4 separate regions of the Mus musculus genome follow, and all the other regions are linked to region 4. Evidence: chromatin contacts called from public Hi-C and promoter capture Hi-C data. All regions are on one chromosome and are shown on one strand. The core of a region is the stretch at or near the end of the contact, and the rest is flanking DNA. Distances in the headings are between cores, read along the strand shown.

Region 1 (2,757 bases), core at 76-2,575, 3.2 Mb after region 4:
ATTTGACTTAAAGTGTTGTGAACTACAAAACTATACAAGAGACAGGCCAAGGAGTCTATTATGGGCAAGGGACCCTAACTGAGCAAAAGCTCTTCAAATTCACCTTTCAATCTTTCTGACGTGGATAAACTGGCAAATGTTCAGGGAGCAACAGGGAACCTGAGTGCCACAGTCGGGGCAGTGATAGAGTAGTTGTTAAGGGAGGTTTAGATGTGCAGTGTCCAGAGATAGAAGAGAAGCTCACAATTGAAGAGCAACGTAAACACTGTTAGGTATTCAAGGTCACTTCTCCTCCCCAGGGACACTCAAGTCCTTTCCCCGAAGTCACTAATAATCTCCAGGCCATCTCTCTGCTCCCATCACCCCCTCATTTGTTTCAGAAAAGGAGTCCAAGCTTCTGACATTACACAATCTCTGACATAAGTGGATACGGTATTTTCTAGTATTTTACTCTACAATGTAGGATCAATAATATCCTGAATAAGCCTTCTCCTTTAGAACATTAGACTGTCTCTACATGTGAGTGTTAAGTGTGAAGATATAGATCACGGAGGTGGCCATGAAATATTCTCATTCAAAACAACACACCAAAAAAAACCTAACAATTTATTCCAAAGAGAATGGTACTAACATCCTATACACCAACCTCCTTAGCAGAACTCTGTCCCTGGAAACGAGGAGCAGCTATTAACTCAAACCAAGAATATTAGGCTGGCCATAAATAGGAGGTGCCAGATCTCCACTCGATCTAGAAGTTCTGAGAAATCTGACCACAGTCAAGTGGCCAAGTGATCACAGCCAACAGACTTCCTAAGGCAAGCAGGAATGTGGGCTCCCATTTACACCTCTGGCGCAAGGAGAGGGCCGGCCCACCCTGCGGGGGGGCAATACTGAACCTTCCACCATTCCACATTTCTGTGCTACAGAGCCAGCTCTCCCACCCCAGAAGCGTATACAGCCGCGTCCTAACAAAGCTTTCACTCACAGCGCCACCCCCATACTGCTCTCCCCACCCAGATTTGCATCCAGGCTCAGTTGGCCCAGCTTAGGTCAGCAGCACAGCATCACCAACTCGGCTTCTCCCTGCCTCTGGTCCACCTCGGCTCCGCTCCCTCCAAGCTGGACCACTCCCCTGCACATTCCCTCAGGCTGCACTGCTCCCTGGACCAACCTCCATGTCAGAGATCCGATCGAGAGCGAGGAGCAGGACACAGCACCGCTAACTTAGGGGAAGACAAACGTCTGCAGACGGGATGCGGAAGTGCGGTTCGCAGAGCGGCTGCTTGTGACGTCACAGAGGGCACGACTACATTTCCCAGAGTTCTGTGTTCTCCCTACTGACAGCGGAGGAGGGTGGAAAGAAAGGAGAGGTGTCAGCACTGGGACAAAAGCCCACAGTCAGGCTGCTTTAAAAGTTCCGGTTGTAAAACGGACGTGCTAGAACATCCGTTGAGGCTTTGATAGGAGGGGTTATTAGTTGTATCTGGTCAAACTGTAGTTTAAAAACTCGTCTACTAATTATAAAATTGGAACCTGCACCAAAAGTTGACAATCATTTAATTGTACTTTAAAATAAGGAAACAAGAGGCTAAAGTGGAGTGAGTGCTATTACTTAGAGATGCTTTTTGACATCAACTTCGGTGTTTAAAATGAAAGGATTACAAATCCAAAGCGTTCTAGGCACTTTACAGAGACCTTGTCTCAAAATACAAAGTACAAAACTAGCAAAGGGGGTAGACTACGTGCCTAGAATGAAGGAAGACTTAATTTAATGCTCAACTTGTACATACTCCATTTTTCCATGTGTGCTGACAAGCCTGTGAGCATACATGCATTAGACTCCACAGCTGGGAAAACAAACAAAAACACTTTCCTGTGAGCACTGGAATCCATACAGTGAAGGAGGTAGGTCAGAGACATAGACGTTAAAAAAAAAAAATCTCTGAACGAGGTTATAAGTACTACCCTCACATTTACATGTGAAGACTTTCCAGAATCCATTGGTGGATCCTTGATCTCTCCATTTGTCCCTTGCTTACACTTTCATTCATTAATCTGCATAAGAACTTTAATTTTATGAGAACTATACCAGAACATCACCCACGTCTCCCTGGTTCACCACAAACAGAGAAGTGTTTAACAGCAGGTGGTCTCTGAGCCTGTGAGTATCTCTTCTGCTTCTCTCCCAAGGAGGGCACAGTTCTTAGCATTGTACGGACTTCTGGTCCATCATCCATTGTAGAATTTCTCTCTGCATTAGGCATGGGGTATCTTGCTCTGTAGACCAGGCTTGCATTGGACTCAAAGATCCCCCTGATTCTGCTTCCCAAGTGCGGGGATTAAAGGCATGTGCTACCACTATCCATGGTATTTTTATCACTGTGGAGAACTCAACTTCTCTTTTCCTACTTAGTTCTCCTTGCAGTGATTAAGCATGTGTTGTAACCTCCGAATTGCTGATACTAGAGAGATACTTTAGTGTTGTGCACAGTTTGTCTCTGCATTTTTTGCTCCCACCCCCCACCCCCCTGGCCAGAAGCTCCCATCTTCCCTCTAGCCCTAGACAAGTATGCTACACAGACAGCTGGTTTCTGTGCTGTGTCCTCCTGCAGCAGCCTGAAACTCCCTCCCCCCACCTCTAGCATTAGAATGGCACTACCCATAAAACTCCCCCTTAATGAGGACATTCTGAGGAGACATCCTCCCTGCCTTTGTGTCTCTAAAAACCAACACTCCTGCTGAGGAACTGCAGAACTC
Region 2 (3,131 bases), core at 252-2,751, 3.4 Mb after region 4:
GGGACCAGGGGAGGGGAGCTGCACTTTTAACCAATTGTATTTTGACATTATGGGTTAAACAAAGGAGTACCATTGGAGACTGGGCGGTATCCAGGGCACTTGGCTTCAAGGTCCTTAATTCGTTCTCCTAGACATTAGGTCTGGAGTGGTTAGGAGCTTAGAGTGCTAAGGAGACAAAGGACTGGGTCAGCTGTATGTAGTATATATGTGTGTGTGTAAAACCATGGTTTAAATAATAGCAATCTCTCTCTCTCTACACACACACACACACACACACACACAGCTGTTAACAAATTAAGAAAACATTTGGAAAAGTGAGTGATAGCTGTTCTTTACGGGCCTGGGAACATGAACTTGTATGACCCTGCCAGCAAGATGGAGAAGTTGCCCTTGAGATGGCTGGACTCAGACAACTGTTTAAAACAGAAGCTATTCAGCTATACGGAAGTCCCCAGCTCCCCTAGGGCCTGGAACTATGAATTTAGTTTCTCTCTAGAATTTAATGAAATCTGAAAGTGAAATCGTCATAGTACTTAGAATACGTTTCTTTTCTTGTCCCCAACAATACTTGCCTGCATTCATGAAAAACCAGGTAGAAGAGGATGAAGCTCTTGTATAGCACAAATTAGTGGATGAACATGTGTGCACTCTACTTACAGACAGACCAAAAAAAGATCCTGAGATAAATTCAGGATTTCTTCGTAAGTTAACATCAGAGAGCTGGATGTTTAACTTTGTCCAATGATTTAAAACAGCTGTGTCCCTGATCCATGCCCTTCACTGTATGGAAGTTTCCAGTGTTCACATGAAAACGTTATCCAGTTGTGGAGTCTTATCCATGTATGGCTCACACAGGTGAACAAGGAGTAGTTATGCATATGTAATGCTTGGTATTAAGCCAAGCCTCCACTGTAGTCAAGGGCTTTACCCCTTGCTCCCTAACCCTACTTGTACATTGTATTTTGAAACAAGGTCTCTTTATTTGGCCCAGGTTAGCCTTGGATTTGGGATCCTCCTGTCTTAAGTTCCTGAGCAGTTCGACTACAAGGAAGGTCACATATAGTTATTTTATAGTAATATTGAATCAGTGTGAACTTTACATGTAGAAGATTCCATAATAAGTACACTTTTGAGTTTAAATCGCAACATATTGAACAGAAATAAGTTGCAAACCTATTAAAGGTTACTGCCAAAGGCTCAATTTACATTTAAACGTGTCCTGTACTGAATTCAGCATTTCCCCCCCCTCTCTGTGTAGCCCTGGCTGTCCTGGAACTCACTCCATAGACCAGGCTAGCCTCGAACTCAGAGCCTGTCTCTGCCTCCCAAGTGCTGGGATTAAAAGCTAGCGCCGCCACCACTGCCCGGTTTAAATTTAGCATTTTAAAAGCCAACTGGCTCCCTGTGGTTGTACCAGGACACAAACTGACTGCTTCCTCCCAACCCCTTACACTCTAAGGGATTTCTTTCGCATAGAGTTGTGGGAAATGTAGTCTTGCCCATATGACGTCACAAGGAGCCAGTCAGGAAACCACGTTTCTACTCTCGGTCTGCATAGTTGCATCTTTCCCAAAGTTGAGCAAGAAAAAGGTCTTGCTCAGTACTCGGTTTGCATCTCTCACATGGAGGTTCGTCCAGGGTGCAACGCTGCCCTGCAGGCGTGAGGGTCCGCGTGGTGATGGGTCCGGAATGGATGGCGAGGGTTTGTGGATGGGAGGTGGGAAGAAGCGGACTTGGGGGTGCTGTGCTGACCTAGGCTGGACCAACCCCACGTTGGATCCAGGTCAGAGCTGCGGAAAGGGCAATGGGGTCGGCTCTGAGAGTGACCGTTTTGCTTGCACGAGGCTACTGCTGGAGTCCACCCTGCGCAGGAGAGCTGGCTCAGGACCCAGGAGTGAGAACTGCTGGAAGTCCTGGCAGGTTTCACCCTGACTGGTGTCTGATGACAGCCTGAGGCTATGACTGGGAGCGCACTCTCCTGCTTGGCTGGGGAAACTCTGCTCTCTAGCTGACTCAGGCTCACATGGTTGTAGTCAGATTTCTCAGGAAATCTAGAACCAACTGGGTGTGTGGTGCTTTCTTTACTTTATAGCTGGCCCAGGACTCTTGGAGTTGACAAAAGTTCATAACCTTGTTTATTTGCAAGTGAAGGGAGTTTTGGGAGGGCGGTTGGTGTTTGGAATGTTGGTTCCATTTTCTTGGTAATGAACTGTTAGATTTATGAACTATTTTGAATAGAAGTCCTTCGCGATCACTGTTGTGACGTCAACCCCAAGACTAACACTCCTATATGAATGAGGGCAGAATAGTCCCTTAAAGGGAAAGATTTGAGTTTTGTGTCAACCAAGTAGTTCACTCTGTAGTGTAGAGTGAAAAGTACTAGAAAATAATAGATCAGCCAGTACCTTCGGAGACTGCGTTTGGACTCCTTTTCAAAATGGAGAAACAAATTGGTGTGAGAATAGGCGTGGGTACAGGGCTGTTGGTTACAGGTGAGAGGGGGCTGAAATGTCTCTGGGGGAGGAAATAATACTGCATCCTAAGAGGTCGGTCTTCATCGCTCTTTAATGGCCAGCTGTTCTGTCTTTGCATATCATCTGCAGTGTCTAAACTCACCTAAACCAACTCTTATCGAAGAATGTGGCATCTAGGTTCCCTAACCCTCCCCAAACAGTTCTAGACAAACTCACCCAAGTACTTACAGTGTGTCAGAGAGACAAAAAGATGGAATTGAGGAGCTCTGATCACTCAGGGCCCTGTGACTGGCACCTTGTAAGCACCTTAATGAAGCCAGCCTTGAACTCCTAATCCTCCTGCCTCTACCTCCCAAGGACTAGGATTATTGGTTTGTGCCACATTGACATGGCAGGACCTACAAGGTCAGAGGATATCTTCTGGGAGTCATTCTCCCTTTCCACCATGTGAGTTCTGGGTATTGAACTCTGTTATTAACTGACAGAGTTTCTGGCAGTCCGTATTTACCCATTCAGGTATCTCTCCAGCCCTATTCATGGCTATTGTAACATTTTTATTTGAAAGTATTACTAAGGAAGACAAATATTGCCTCTGCTGGAAACCTTCACATTGAGTGTTAGCTGTCAAAATGTTTGACTTTCAGCTGCTGAAAAGCT
Region 3 (3,045 bases), core at 434-2,933, 4.2 Mb after region 4:
AAATGGGTATACTGCCTCATTCCACAACAAAGTACAGGAAAATGCACAGGAATAGCTGCTCTTACCTTTTCTGACTCACTGATACAGTGAAGATCTGCGGAAAACCCGTGTGACACAGCCTGCTCACTTATTTCTTCTGCTATGGCCTTTGCCTGTCCTCGCTGTGTAGCATAAAGTAACAAAAACCTTCTCATCACCTCAGGTCATCAGCTGCAACTCTAACAGTGAGACTAAAAACCACAAAAGGAAGAAAGGGGTACACTGTTTAATGAAGCAGGTAGCCCGCAGGACACCCAAACATAATTTCAAACAGCCTTCTCTAAACTTGTTCCTTAGCACTGATTTTAAACGAATCGCAGTATGAGAGAATTAAGACAGGAGGTATACAAAAGTGACGTTTTTGAATTGTCCCTGATGGCGTGAAACCCACTCTTGATTTCTAGCTACTGTTGGGTCTTGCAAGTGTCTGTCATTCATTAGTGCCTAACTATAGGAGTGATCTGCCTTTCTGCCCATTTGTACTCTGAATTAGGATCATAAGCCTGAATGGTGAAGGGGCTAAGCCATGCTCAAACACAGTGTCGCTTACAAAGGCTATTGTTTCTGCCGTTTAAAAACAAAGCAAAAAAAAAACAAAAAACAAAAACAAAAAACAAAAACAAACTGTAACTCAGCAGTTAAGAGACCACTGACTGCTCTTCCCAAGGTTCTGAGTTCAAATCCCAGCAATCACATGGTAGCTCACAACCATCCCTAATGAGATCTGACGCCCTCTTCTGGTGCCTCTGAAGACAGCTACAGTGTACTTACATATAATAATAAATAAACCTTTAGGCTGGAGCGAGCAGGATCCTCCGGAGCAAGTAAAGGTTCTGAATTCAAAGTCCCAGAAACGACATGATGGTTCACAACCATCAGTACAGCCACAGTATACTCATATATATAAAATAAATAAGTAATCTTTAAAAAACCAAAACTGTAACTGTACAATGTTCACGTGAAACTGGGGAGTTCGTGTTTCCTGCTAGATCCTAATCAAAGCACTGGTCGTCATCAAAGATGGCATCATTGCATCTATCAGTAGTCAGCGTACATGGACTTTACACAGAGACGGTATTTCTAATTCATGCCTTACCCCGGAGATAACCAAGAGAAAAAGAAGATAAAGGGCTCTGGGATTCCACACTCCGCCATTCTATCCAGTGGCTAACGCTGAGTGGTAGCCGGCCTATATAAAATTATCTTTTCCTGAGTGAATCAACTCTAGTTAGTTTCTAAGCACTTGTGGCTTATCCGCTGGGGAGCTAGGACACAAACCCTTCAAAGGTTCATCGGGAAGCACTGCCACAGACTCGACAGGACCAATGGGTGACACGTGCGAGCTCACGAGGTTTTGGGAAAGGTGGCGGAGCCGACTCCTCCCAAGTGCTCCCCGTGAACCCCACCGCGGTCCGCCTCCCAAGTGCTCCCCGTGAACCCCACCGCGGTCCGGAAAACTCAGCGGCTCATCCCCACTGCGCAGGCGCGAGTCCCGGCTCCCCCACCGCTTCCGTCGCTCCCGCCGTCCCCCGCCGAATACCTCCAGGCGCGAATTCCCGCGCGGAACCCCGTTCTCCTCCGACAGGCACAGTCCGGGAGCACTGCGCACGCGCGCGGCACAGCACGCATGCTCCGCACGACCGCCAACAGACATGCGGGCGGACCTGGGCCAATCGCTGATCGCCGGATGTGGGTGGGTGGGTGGCCTTAGTGCCGCGCACGCGCCGGAATGTTCTCCAGGTAAGGGGCAGCGTCCGTGTACGGACGCTCCCAGGGCTCGGAAGCTCCGTGTCTGTCCTGTCCCGGGTGCGGCTTGGAGCCGCTCGGTAAGTGTCTCGGGATTAGGACCCCCGGGCTTCCCCACTCGTGCTCCGTGGGCTCCGGTCCGGTCGCGCGGCGCCTGCCTCCGCCGTTGCCCTGCTCCGCTTGCTTTTCTGTGATTGTGCGTGAGCCCCAGCCCAGCTTCTCAGCGCGAATTACCATGCTTTGCCCGGCTCATACCCGGAGTTTGAATCTTGTCGGCTGCTCCTCCTCTCTCGCAATTATCAACATTGACGTTCCCTTTCCCCATCACGTGAGTGTCGAGATTTGGAGGTAGAATCTGAATTCCAGCTCTTCCTCTTCGCGCCCAGCTTCACTGTACACAGAGGTGGTTTCCTTGGGCTGCAGGGTCCTTAGCGGGAAAAGCGTCAACCAGACGAACTGAATTACAGTAACCTAGCCCATAGGCAGGACTTAAAGTAAGGGCTGGGCAGCGATCGCAGTTAGGGTTAGGAGCCAGCATCTCGCCCAGACACAGTGAAGCCACAGGAAGTCAGCCCTATGATGCTTCAGTCTACCCGACAACACTAAGGTGTTCAAGGGCCACTGAAAAGAAATTTCAGAATGAGCCAGAGCGCAGCAAGGTCAATGAGTTCTGATTACTCAAAAAATAGCCTTTTTTGAAAACTGAAGAGACGCGTAAGCCTGAAAGCCTGAGTAGTAACTTATGTATAGGATTATGGGGTTTGGGGGGCTATTTAATCAGCAGCCAACTTTAAACATATTAAAGGAGACATGCCTTGGTGCACACCCTTCACTTTGTCCATAGAACATGGCCTTTGAAGAGGAATTACGTTGTGGTAAAACATTAATCTGAGATCCTTACATACACATAGGACTCAAGGAGTTTAGATATAAGGCATAGTTCATTTAAAAAAAAAAACCTAGTGACACTGCCTAGAAAGGGGTGTGCATGTCTTCTACCGGTGCCTTGTCTAGTTATGGTGCAACTGTTGGGTGTCAGCCAATTGGGTGTGGCAATCAGGACCAGGAGAGTGGGGACCCCCTTCCCAGGCTTTCTCTTGTTTCCTGGCTCGGTGGGAAAAGTAAACCTTGGTTTTTAAAATATTTTTGCAAGGTTCTTTTTTTTTTTTAATCTTTGTCATGGGATACTCATTCTTAGTTTCGTAGCGTTGGTGTTGTCTTTCTCAGCATTTGACCATGGTTTTTGTTTTTGTTTTTCTT
Region 4 (3,069 bases), core at 439-2,938:
AGGTGGGCAGTGGTGGCACATGACTTAAATCCTAGCACTGAGTTCACAGCCTGGTCCACAGAACAAGTTCCAGGACAGCCAGGGACACACAGAGAAGCACTGACTTGGAAAAACAAAAACAAAACCCAACCAACCAAACAAACACTTCCAAGGGCAAGGAAGACCATTCTCTCTAGACAATGTAAACACTACAAACCGTGCCATACAGTCTTCTGTGTGTGGACTTCCACTGGTGCCACTCTGCACTAAAGGTTTGATCAAATTTTGGAGTAGCTAAGGCTGTTCCCAAGCAGAGGACAGCCAAAAGGAGTAAAAGATTCATGGTTCAAACACCTAGGGAAGGAAAAAGAGGAAATGAGAATCCCACGGAAGCTTTCTCTTTTAAGGACAGTTTCTCATGTAGTTTAGGCTTTAAACTTTTTCAATGACCCATCTCTCAAGTTTAGGGATCCATGAGCCACCAGCCCAGCAGTAAACCGTTCTGAGTTGAAGCATCCTTGCACGTGTTAACAAATGTGATTATGAGTGGAGAAAAACAAGTCAGGAATTAATCTTTGGAGGTTCCTAGACTCTAGCTACTGAAACAAAAACAGCCTAGTAGTCATTGGAACAGGGGTAAACCCTTTTCTCTTGCTTTTTTTTTTTTAAGGATTTATTATTATACATAAGTACACTGTAGCTGACTTTAGACGCACAGAAGAGGGTGTCAGATCTCATTATGGGTGGTTGTGAGCCACCATGTGGTTGCTGAGATTTGCACTCAGGACCTTTGAAAGAGCGGTCAGTGCTCTTACCCGCTGAACCATCTCGACAGCCCCCCCCCCACTTTCTCTTATTATAGCGCCACGGTAGTCTTAAGTCTTCCGATATTGTATGCGTCAGAATCTTAAGAGGACAACTGGGTCCAGGTCATTTATTGACAAGTATTAGTGACCCCAAGTGGGCATACAGGAGTACCCAGAGGGTGGGTTGCCACCACACACTTTAACGCACAGCTGCACATCAGGCGAACTGAAGCCTCAAGGCGATGCCTCCTTATGCGATCTCAGTTCGGGTTAGGGGCCAAGCTGGGCCCGTCCGGGGGAGAGGGGGATGGGCGTCCGCTCCGCGCTCGCGGCCACCGCCCGCGAATGTTATGGCGGCACAAGGAGCCCTGGGTCCCGTGACCAGCTTGAGGGGGTCCCGCTGTCCCTACGGGTCCCGGCAGCCCGGAGTCACATGACCTGATGAAGACCCCGCTCGACAACAAGGGCCTATCACTTCGGGGAGGCCGAGGACACATCCTCGAGATCCTGGCCCATCCGGGGGTCTCCAGTCCGGGTTGCAGATGCTATGGTTCCCACATTCTAGATTCCCCTACCTGCCCTTGCTCGGGAAGCCTTTAAACCCGCGGGGGTCACTCACCTGAGGCGGCTAGCTGCGCACAAGAAGTCTGCAAACTCGGATCCCCGGAGGTCGCCGAGGTCCGAGAATCTGGAGGAACAGCGCCGGGCTCAGGCTTTAAAGCCTCTCAGGCTACAGCCCCGACAGGGCCCGCCCCCGCCCCGTCATTGGCTATGCCTGCCTCGGGGCGGAGCCTGCGGGAGTCCGGGCGCGTGACGCCGCCGGGTCGTAACCTGTCCTGTGGTGCAAGCCTTGGGGCGAGGCTGATCCACTTTGGAGGGTCCACGCCAGCGTGGTGCCTTGGTTCTGTAAGAAAAGCGTAGGAAAAAAAAGGCCTGCTGTGGAATTTCCACCTCAGCCATACCTTTCCTTTTGTATGAAAGTTGTAGATTAAAATGTGCAGGGTGGAGAGTTGCATAACCCGTGGTTTCTGTTTAACCCACAACAATGCTGATGTAAGTGGAAGAAGACAGAGCGGAGGACAGAGTCACCTCTCCAGGGTCTGGCTGGACGGGTGTCCATAGAATTTAGATCAGCACGTGGCTTCTAACGCCGCACTTCCTGCCTTACCTATACATGGATTGTTCCTTAGGAGCATTTCTCTCAAGTCTGGTAGAAATTCTTTTCGTGGCAGGCGGGGACGCGGCGGTGGGGGTGGGGTTGTAGGATGGTGGCTAGAAAAGAAAAGAAAAAAAGCGGTTGAGAACGATGGAGACTGTTTTCCTACTTTACATTATGAATTGTTTTTCTTACTTTCAATTTTTTTCTTTCTTTTTCCTTTTTTTTTTTTTTTTTGTCTTTTCGAGACGGGGTTTCTCTGTGTAGCCCTGGCTGTCCTGGAACTCACTCTGGAGACCAAGGCTGGCCTCGAACTCAGAACCGCCTGCCTCTGCCTCCCAAGTTTTGGGATTAAAGGCATGCGCCACTTCTGGAATTTGATAAATTCGCTGGAAAAGATATAAGTATGTGTTTGAGATAGGGGTTATAGGGTTTAATAATGTAGACCAGGCAATCACAGGCATCCTGGTTTTGCCTCTCAAGAGCCGGGATTAAAGCTATCTCCGAGCTATCCGCTTTAGTTTCCTCTTCCTCACTCAAGAAGAGTAATATTTAATAGAAGGCTGTAGTTGTGTAGCTTGAAGAAATTACTTGGATAGAGAAAAAATATATATACAGGTATAGGTAAGATTGAAAGAAAATAATTCGGTAAAGTGTAATTTTTTTTTAGCCATATAAGATTTTTTTTATTGGCTATTCTGTTTAGAAGCTTTATAATATTTGAGTTTGGTTAATTTCAGTATGTGATTTTTAAAAATTTGTATTGTCTTTTTTTTTGTTTTGTTTTTGTTGTTGTTTTTGTTTTTGAGACAGGGTTTCTCTGTGTAGCCCTGGCTGTCCTGGAACTCACTCTGTAGACCAGGCTGGCCTCGAACTCAGAAACCCGCCTGTCTCTGCCTTCCAAGTGCTGGGATTAAAGGCGTGCGCCACTACTGCCTGACTTGTAATGTCTTTTATAATAGTATTTAAAATATTTTCTGAGACAGGGTTTTCAGTGTAGCCTTGGCTGTCCTGGAATTTGCTCTATAGATGAGGCTGTCCTCAAAACTCACAGAGATCCGCCAGCCTCTGCCTCCCAAGTACTGGGATTAAAGGAGTGCGCCACTACCTCCTGGCCCTAAAAGAAGT

The links. Promoter capture Hi-C pulls out the DNA fragments that hold promoters and counts their contacts. A called contact is a pair of places that touch in the nucleus more often than the background predicts.
Region 1: a contact with region 4 is called in a promoter capture Hi-C map of pre-B cells, with 2.6 times the contacts expected there. The contact joins the promoter of Zfp87 here to the promoter of Ctsl in region 4. A contact is called at or near these places in 2 of 39 promoter capture datasets (maxillary cranial neural crest and pre-B cells).
Region 2: a promoter capture Hi-C map of cranial neural crest shows a contact between it and region 4. The contact joins the promoter of Zfp493 here to the promoter of Ctsl in region 4. A contact is called at or near these places in 3 of 39 promoter capture datasets (cranial neural crest, frontonasal cranial neural crest and pre-B cells).
Region 3: a contact with region 4 is called in a Hi-C map of B cells, with 5 read pairs. The contact joins the promoter of Mtrr here to the promoter of Ctsl in region 4. A contact is called at or near these places in 3 of 39 promoter capture datasets (cranial neural crest, pre-B cells and second pharyngeal arch cranial neural crest) and 1 of 484 Hi-C or Micro-C datasets (B cells).

The regions. Positions count from the first base shown.
Region 1 is chr13:67,524,906-67,527,662 of GRCm38.p6, forward strand. Zfp87 (zinc finger protein 87) reads right to left here and starts at 1,326. Exons shown (of 4, transcript NM_133228.3): 1 at 1,172-1,326. The coding sequence starts at 1,177.
Region 2 is chr13:67,778,192-67,781,322 of GRCm38.p6, forward strand. It overlaps Zfp493 (zinc finger protein 493), which reads left to right and starts at 1,502. Exons shown (of 4, transcript NM_028402.2): 1 at 1,502-1,628. The coding sequence starts at 1,623.
Region 3 is chr13:68,580,486-68,583,530 of GRCm38.p6, forward strand. Mtrr (5-methyltetrahydrofolate-homocysteine methyltransferase reductase) reads right to left here and starts at 1,684. Exons shown (of 15, transcript NM_172480.3): 1 at 1,580-1,684; 2 at 66-230. The coding sequence starts at 194. It overlaps Fastkd3 (FAST kinase domains 3), which reads left to right and starts at 1,725. Exons shown (of 7, transcript NM_027123.5): 1 at 1,725-1,865.
Region 4 is chr13:64,368,832-64,371,900 of GRCm38.p6, forward strand. It overlaps Ctsl (cathepsin L), which reads right to left and starts at 1,689. Exons shown (of 8, transcript NM_009984.4): 1 at 1,405-1,689; 2 at 197-333. The coding sequence starts at 322.